Linked DNA regions of Mus musculus: region 2 is linked to region 1. Evidence: chromatin contacts called from public Micro-C data. All regions are on one chromosome and are shown on one strand. The core of a region is the stretch at or near the end of the contact, and the rest is flanking DNA. Distances in the headings are between cores, read along the strand shown.

What was found. A called contact is a pair of places that touch in the nucleus more often than the background predicts.
Region 2: a contact with region 1 is called in a Micro-C map of muscle stem cells, with 5 times the contacts expected there. The contact joins the enhancer-like site here to the promoter of Adamts9 in region 1. A contact is called at or near these places in 4 of 39 promoter capture datasets (the 3T3-L1 cell line, 3T3-L1-derived adipocytes and liver), 9 of 484 Hi-C or Micro-C datasets (the 3T3-L1 cell line, adipose-derived mesenchymal stem cells, embryonic fibroblasts and 4 more), 4 of 115 datasets of contacts at active chromatin or transcription factors (embryonic stem cells, extraembryonic endoderm stem cells and vascular smooth muscle cells) and 1 of 9 other capture datasets (adipose tissue).

What each region holds. Positions count from the first base shown.
Region 1 is chr6:92,942,213-92,945,860 of GRCm38.p6, reverse strand. Adamts9 (a disintegrin-like and metallopeptidase (reprolysin type) with thrombospondin type 1 motif, 9) reads left to right here and starts at 2,327. Exons shown (of 40, transcript NM_175314.4): 1 at 2,327-2,820; 2 at 3,414-3,648. The coding sequence starts at 2,706. The region is part of intron 1 of 9530026P05Rik (RIKEN cDNA 9530026P05 gene); the gene reads right to left.
Region 2 is chr6:93,024,691-93,028,539 of GRCm38.p6, reverse strand. The region is part of intron 1 of 9530026P05Rik (RIKEN cDNA 9530026P05 gene); the gene reads right to left. Among named protein-coding and RNA genes, the nearest start is that of Adamts9, 83 kb to the right of the region's middle. Within about 2 kb of position 1,914, at least 33 of the 459 cell types and tissues checked have an H3K27ac peak or open chromatin away from gene starts, as enhancers often do. A contact at or near this core is called in adipose tissue, adipose-derived mesenchymal stem cells and muscle stem cells, where this site is marked.

The sequences.
Region 1 (3,648 bases), core at 1,078-3,577:
TTATCCCCAACACCTCAGGAGCTCAGGAGGTCACCCGCAGCTCAGGAGGTCACCCGCAGCTCAGGAGGTCACCCGCAGCTCAGGAGGTCACCCGCAGGTGCTTTGGTCCTTCTTTTCCCATCAGCTGCAAACAGAATCTGACCTTAACCTTTTAGAGGTAAAGCAAAGGAGTGAAGCTACACAGGAGAACATGTGTCCCTCCCTGTAGTAATTTCTTAAGATATTTTTAATTGCATGTATGTGCATATGTGTACAGGGGTTTGGGGGAGTGGCTAGAAGAAAGTGTGGGATCTCCTGAAACAAGTTACAAACAGCTGTAATCGTCCAAACGTGGGCAGCAGAAACCAAACTCAGGACCTGTCTCTGTAAAGGTAAGTGTTCCTTACCAAGGAGCTGTCTCTTCAGCCTCTCCTGTGGTAATGCCTGTGCAGTTAGCATCTCCTGATCAGGAGGTGTCTGAATTAAGATTGAGGAGTTCCCTGGTAGAAGATACTTTCAGAAGGGCTAGGCAGGTGAGTAACTGTGTAGAGGTGCTGTTACATCTCCACTGAAGTCAGTTCTTGTGGACTGATTTCCATGCTCAGCTTCTGGCAACTTCCAGGCACAATAATTCAGAGGGAGCTTTAGCACCTAATGAAGAGGAAGATGGCATGCTAGAAGAAACTCACTTTTGTGAGTTATTTGGAAGATTCAAGGTTTAAAGTCCCTTTTTAAAATTCGCTGGTTCTTTTGTTTGCTATTTTATTTTTACATTAAGACAGGGTCTCCTGTATGCTTTAGACTGGTCTAGATTTCTCCAACCTCCTCAATAGCGAGATTTCCGAGATCTCCAGTGCACATCCGCACAGGGATACCGGATGCCCAGCCTCTTCACAGTGGCAGTGGTGCCTAACCAATTGGATTAACAACATCTTTAGGAACTGGCAGACCTGCCAAGTCATTTTTCCGCTATCATCAGAACTGTATACATCATTGTTTCCAGGATGGGTGGCACTCCCAGCACACTGTTGGCTGGTCTCTACTGGCACTTTGATATTCTCAGTTCTGAGTGGCTGGCCAAGCAGCAGAGAACTCCGGTTCTAGGAAACTTGGGCGATTATAACTTTATTAGTCATATCAGTTACTGAAAATGCCCTTTCCTTTCCCTTTGAATTGGCGCATCCTCTCCTCTGAGAGCTAAGGAAGAAAGGTGCTTTTTTTAACTATCCATGATTTAACAATCTTCCCTCTTTACTTCCTCCCCCTTCTCCCTCTGTTCCTTTCTCCTTTTCTAGAGTTCTGACTTCCAAATGTCTATCTTCAACCCGAGGGAGATGATGGATAACTTGAACTATCTGCTTGGAGCCACTTCCCTGCTTGCATCCTCTCTAATTCTGAGAGCAAGCGGAAGTGACTGGAAATCCCTGGAGGTTCGAGTGCCTTCCCCGGGACCTATGGCCTCACAGTCCTTCCCTACTCCCTTCCCCTCAAATGTCGGGCAGAGTTGGGGGCTTCCAAGTCCCCACCCTCTCTAACCGCACAGTAAGCGTCTTAACCTTTTTTTGGGGGGGGGGGGGCTACAGAAACCTGTAGAGCTCTCGCCACAGGGACAGAGGTCCCGGGAAGACCCGGGTTTAAACAGTTGCGAAACTTTCAGAGAACTGCGGATCAGAAACACAACTAGAACTACTGGACTGAAATAGATCCCTGCCTTTAAAACTCTTGACTTGGGGCAATTAAGTAGAGTGGAGCTCAGGTGACAAATCTGGTTCATAGTGATCAAGTGTAGGACTAGGACGGCGCAAGGCTACTTTTTTTTTTTTTTTTCCTCTTGTAAGGAATGCCAAGTTGGGTGATGGAAAGAGACGGGGGCAGAATGAAGAGGACAGGCAGATACGGAGAAGTGGAGATGGCTCAGTAGAAAGCGGAGAAGGAAGAGACCATCAGAGAAAAGGGACATGGGCCCAAAGAGACCTACACCAAGACCTGGCGAGAGAGAGATTCCAAACCGGAGACCAAAGTAGGAAAGGGGAATCGGAGTGGGTGGCTGAGCGCCACCTCAGAGAGAGAGAACTTTCTCTGCTCTCCCTCCTTCTCAGGGAATCTCTGCTAACCCCACCTCGGGGAGGTGACGCGGACGGCCACCGATTGCTCCGGCACTGCCGGCGCCTCTGGCCTCCGCCTCCGGCAGCTGGAGGGGCCTAAAGCGGTGAGTCCTGGCACCCGCGGCCGAGGAGGGGACAGGATCTACAAGGAGGCGGGCCGCCTGCCCCGTTTTCTCCTCCCCTCTCCTCCTCCTGGAGGCGTGCACCTAGGGTATTTGAGCGCCCGCGGGGGCCCCCGCCCCCTGGCCCCCCATTCAAGAAGCGGCTCGGCTAACTCAGCCAGCAAAGGGCGCCCGGCGCGCCTCGGAGCGCACGTTCCGCGCCTTCTCCTGCCCGCAGGCTGGACATTATGCGGCCGAGCCGCCGAGCCCTAGTCCTCCGCCTCCTTCTCCTCCTCCTGCGGCCCGAGCGCCTCAGCTCACGGCAGGCGGCAGCGTTGCTCAGCGGAGCGCAGACGGGACCCTCTCTGCAGGACCTCAGCGACTCCTAAAGTCAAAAAGTTGGCGGCAGGGCGCCGGGGTTCCGCGCGCTCTCCAAGGCTGCTGCCTCGCGTCGCCGCCAGCCACCAAAGCCGGCAGGAGGGAGGGGGTGGGAGAAGCGGGGGGAGGGGTGAGGAGCACCATGCAGTTAGTATCCTGGGCCACACTGCTAACGCTCCTGGTGCCGGACCTGGTTGAGATGAGGAGCCCTGACTCCGCGGCGGCCGTGCGCAAGGACAGGCTGCACCCGAGGCAAGGTAACATGGCTCTGAACCCTGAAGCCCCCCCCCCACGCCCCCACACACTCCATCGCCACCTTCTTGAACACGCTCTGGGGCGGGCACCCCGCAGTAGAGGCCTCTCTCCTTTTCCTAGAAAGAATTACCTCTCCTTTCGGAACCTCTCCCTTCTCTGGGTCATCCTTAGTCAACTATTAGGGAAGGAAGCACTGCAAGAATTTTAGGGCCACCCCCACCCCCAGTCCTTTTTACCTGACTTTTTTTACCCTCCTTATCCCTTGACCCAAACCAGTCCTAATTAATAGCTTGGATCACCAGATAGCACACATTTTATTTTATTTAGGATATTTATCAGAATCTGTAATTATTTTATGTTTTTATATTTGTTCATTGTCTGACTTCAAATGCTGTAGTCTCGGCCCCTCACCTAGTTCTCGGCTGTTACTATTACAGTAGGCGCTCAACAAATATTTATCCAGTGGTGGAGCGTGAAGGAATTGACTCGAAGTGGCTGCGAAATAAATTAGGACAAAGCCCCCCATCTTCTTTTTAAATTAAAGCTTTCGGGGGAAATGACTGATTAGCTCACTTGCCTCTGTTTCTCCCTGCAGTGAAATTATTAGAGAGTCTGAGCGAATATGAGATCGCGTCTCCCATCCGAGTGAACCCCCTCGGGGAACCCTTTCCCACGAACGTGCACTTCAAAAGAAGGCGGCGAAGCATTAACTCTGCCTCTGACCCCTGGCCTGCCTTCGCCTCCTCTTCGTCTTCCTCTACCTCTTCCCAGGAGCACTACCGCCTCTCAGCCTTCGGCCAGCAGTTTCTATTTAATCTCACCGCCCATAC
Region 2 (3,849 bases), core at 665-3,164, 83 kb before region 1:
GCCCCTTCTCCTCCCGTTCTTAAAGAATGTATGGTCTAGCATGTGCTCACTTTTAGTATATAACTTAGTCATTCCTGTATTCCTTTTTTGAAATGAGTAAACTAAACTAGGTAACCTGGGATCACACAGAAAAGGCAAAGCAAATTTTGACCATTGCTTCTTAGTCCCTGAATGTTAATTTATCCTACTTTGCGTGTGTGTGTGTGTGTGTGTGTGTGTGTCTTCACAAAGTGGAACTCACAAGAGTTAGCATTGTTCTTCTACTTTTGGAACCTCAATCTGAATGAAAGACTTCCAGCCAAGTAATCCTTAGGTGAGGTCTCTGATTGGACTAGCATTAGTCACATGCCAACATTGTCAGGGGTCAGAGTGCTATGACTGGACACTGTTATTTTCCAAAACAGAAAATATATTTGAAAAGCAAAATCTCTTAATCAAAAGCTTTACACAATTCCATGTACAATTAAAGCCATGGCTTAAAGTATACCTGGCAGATGATACCATCCAGTCAAAAAGATAATAGGCAAAAGGAACAAATTGCTTTCTTAGTCAATCCAGCCTATTGACAAGGCCCACTTGATTGGTGTACAGCATGTAGCGTAGAAAAAAAAAAGACAAAATGTGGCTATTGAGCCATAGTTTCTGTTTATATCCTGGGCTATGTCCCATTTGAGACAAAATGTTCACTCATAAATGTATCAATTGTCATAAGTAGTTCCCAATGCCCTCCCACCTTGCAGGTAGCTCTAATTTTCTATATTTAGTCATAAGTTTTGGATACAGATTCCTTGATAGCCAAGCAGGGGAAGAAAAGAGAAGCATTATATTCTGATTCAGTGTACGTGACTCTTTTTAAATTTGTGTTTGGTATTGCAGTGCTTGTAGGATCATAGATATTCTAGTTTCCCATGGGCATCACAGAGTGTCCATATTCTGGGCAGAGCCCAGCTTTATTGAAACAGAATCTCATATGAGGAAAATTTAAACAACAACAAAAACACCAAGTCATTGTTTAGTGAATATGATCTACATAAAAGAAACTGGAGTAAGAGTCCAATCTGGAGCTTTTGCTGGGCCAATGTATCTTTAAAGCAGCAAAAATTGCACCATTACCAAGCTCATTCATTAAGAGTAGATGCAGAGTTTTCTAGCCTTTGGCAATCCACATGCCTTTTGATAAACCTACACACATCACCCCAACTCTCAGACTTTTTGAAATTTCTATCTCTATGATAGAAGACCAACTTCTCCACTTTCTCCATTAATAGTTAATAAAGCATCCAATTTTCACATATAGCTCCTTGGCAAGAGTCGTTAAAATTTGCTTGTCCCAAGTGTGCAATTTTAAATGTTTTTTTTAATTTCACCAATTAAATCAAAACATTAACTATGCATTTATAACTCCCTATAATGGAGAGAGAATGTGCCTCCACGATACCCATACGAATGGTCCTCATTTACTAGAGACCTTCCTTTTCTCTAGACATTTGTTAGACATTATCTAACTTCTCCATGATGGTTTCTGAACCCAAGTCCTTCATGCACAGACAATACACAGTAAGGTTTCATAAAACTGGTTATGAAATTTGCGGGGTGATTACTTGTGGAATATAATACAAGGTCAGTGAACTAGAGTCTGATGATCCGTGTTGCTATGAATAAGCTGCTCACTGTGCGGCTCCACGGCTGCAAACCCAACTGCAGTGTGCCAGCCGGCTCCAGTGTACTTAAGCACTAATCCATATGTGGACAGATGAATAAATGGGGATGTGGGGAAGAAGATAGATGTGAAGCAATATTATTTTACATTCTTAATGAATTATGAAAATTGCCCAAGACCAGGGTGACTGAATTGCCCAGCCTCATTTTCTGCTCCTGCTGCATGGTATCATCAGCAGAGCAGGAAGTCCAAGCCAGCCAAGTATGCAGCATCAGGCCATCGGGATCCTAGCCAAGTGATTTCCCAGGCCAGCTTTTGAAAAGGAATAGCATTTCTTGACCCACAACGAATGGGAGTGAAGAACTAGAAACATCCAGAAGGGGCCATGTGAGGTCTTTTGCAACTTCAGGCTCCCTAGGAAAGGGTTTGTACCATTTTAAATACTGACTGTTTTTAAAATATTGGTGATGGGAATCACCCCAGAGCAGCTGCTGGACTGTTCTGAGTGTGCACAGACGAGGGGATCTCTCTCTGTTTGGACCAGTGGCAAATGTCTTCCCCTACAGCCTGTGGGATAGAAGTGTTTCATAACTGAGGGATGCTTCAGTTCATGCTAGAGACGTGTGACCACAAAACAACTGGAGAGGAGAGGACAAGTCAGAGCAAAGGGAGACTGGAGGATATTCAATTCACCACAGGCTCCTGGACCATGTGTTTTATGGCATGAAACACTCCAAGAGGAATGTGACATTAAAGGAAATAAAGGGATCTGTGACCAAATAATACTAGTGTGGAGAATTCTAATTGGGCTTTCTACTCAGAGAAGTTCAAATACTTGCAAGTAGTGGGAGGTTTATCTCCCAGACCATCCACACGTGGAATGGTACTGCTAATGTCTCTCTCTTCCCATTGATTTTCATTTAACCCCAGCACTGCCAAAGCTGGGCTTTCATAGCAGGGAATGTGTAAGAATTTGGTTCAATTCAAAGGCATCCTTTGCCTACCTTTTGTGCAGGGTAAATAGGTGCAGAATAGGACTAGAATAAAAAGAAGTATACTCTCTGCTGAAAGGTGGATGGAGTGGTCAGGAAGCTTAACAGAAAGGGAAATGCTTGCGCAGGGGTAAGCGTGCAATCACCCAGTGACACACACAGTCTTTTGAGAATGATGGGCAACCAGAGAAAATAAGACACAGACTGCCAATTTATTCTCATGGGGAATTTACAAAGAACCTGATGACACAAAGAAATGTTGAATTTAAAACAGAATCCTATTTGTTGAGGGAAAGGCACCCAGGGCCTCTCCAGGGAGAAGCCTTTTAAAGCTGTGTTTCCACCTACTAAACTGCAGATTTCTATCCAATTGCTTTCACCTCAGACATTGAATCCATGATTAATTAATTGATGTGGGGAATTTTTCATGCTGTACTTAGACCTAATTTATTCACTGAACTCAATTTATTTGGGAGCAAATGTGATGACAGAGACTTTAAAAATGCCTTCCTCCATCTCAGTTTCTAACCACCCTTCACCCTGCAGGGGGAATCAGCACTTTCAAGTGTGAATAGCAAAATCTGCCTAAATTTGGACTTGAAGAAATGAACATTCATTTATACATGTTTTGGGGGGTGTTATGAATGGCATTGTATATTTTCCTTTTTTATTAGGTATTTTTTTCATTTACATTTCAAATGCTATCCCAAAAGTCCCCCATACCCTCCCCCCACCCTGCTCCCCTTCCCACCCACTCCCACTTCTTAGCCCTGGTGTTTCCCTGTACTGAGGTATATAAAGTTTGCAAGACCAAGGGGCCTCTCTTCCCAATGATGGCAGACTAGGCCATCTTCTGCTACATATGCAGCCAGAGACACGAGCTCCGGGGGTACTGGTTAGTTCATATTGTTGTTCCACCTATAGGGTTTCAGACCCCTTTAGCTCCTTGGGTACTTTCACTAGCTCCTCCACTGGGGGCCCTACATCTTTAATATAGTTGCCATTTTAAAGAATGGTCCATGGCTTCACTAGCCTCATGTATTTGGCAGGCCTTTTAGTCCCAGCTACAGTTTCCCTCTTGTTCAGCAGCCTTAAGTCCAATTAGAGAGCTGCTGGTTAGCACCAATATATATGGGCCACTATTGCACCCTTAGAGTTATCATGCTATGCAAGTCACTGGTGTAGTCCATAAGTGAC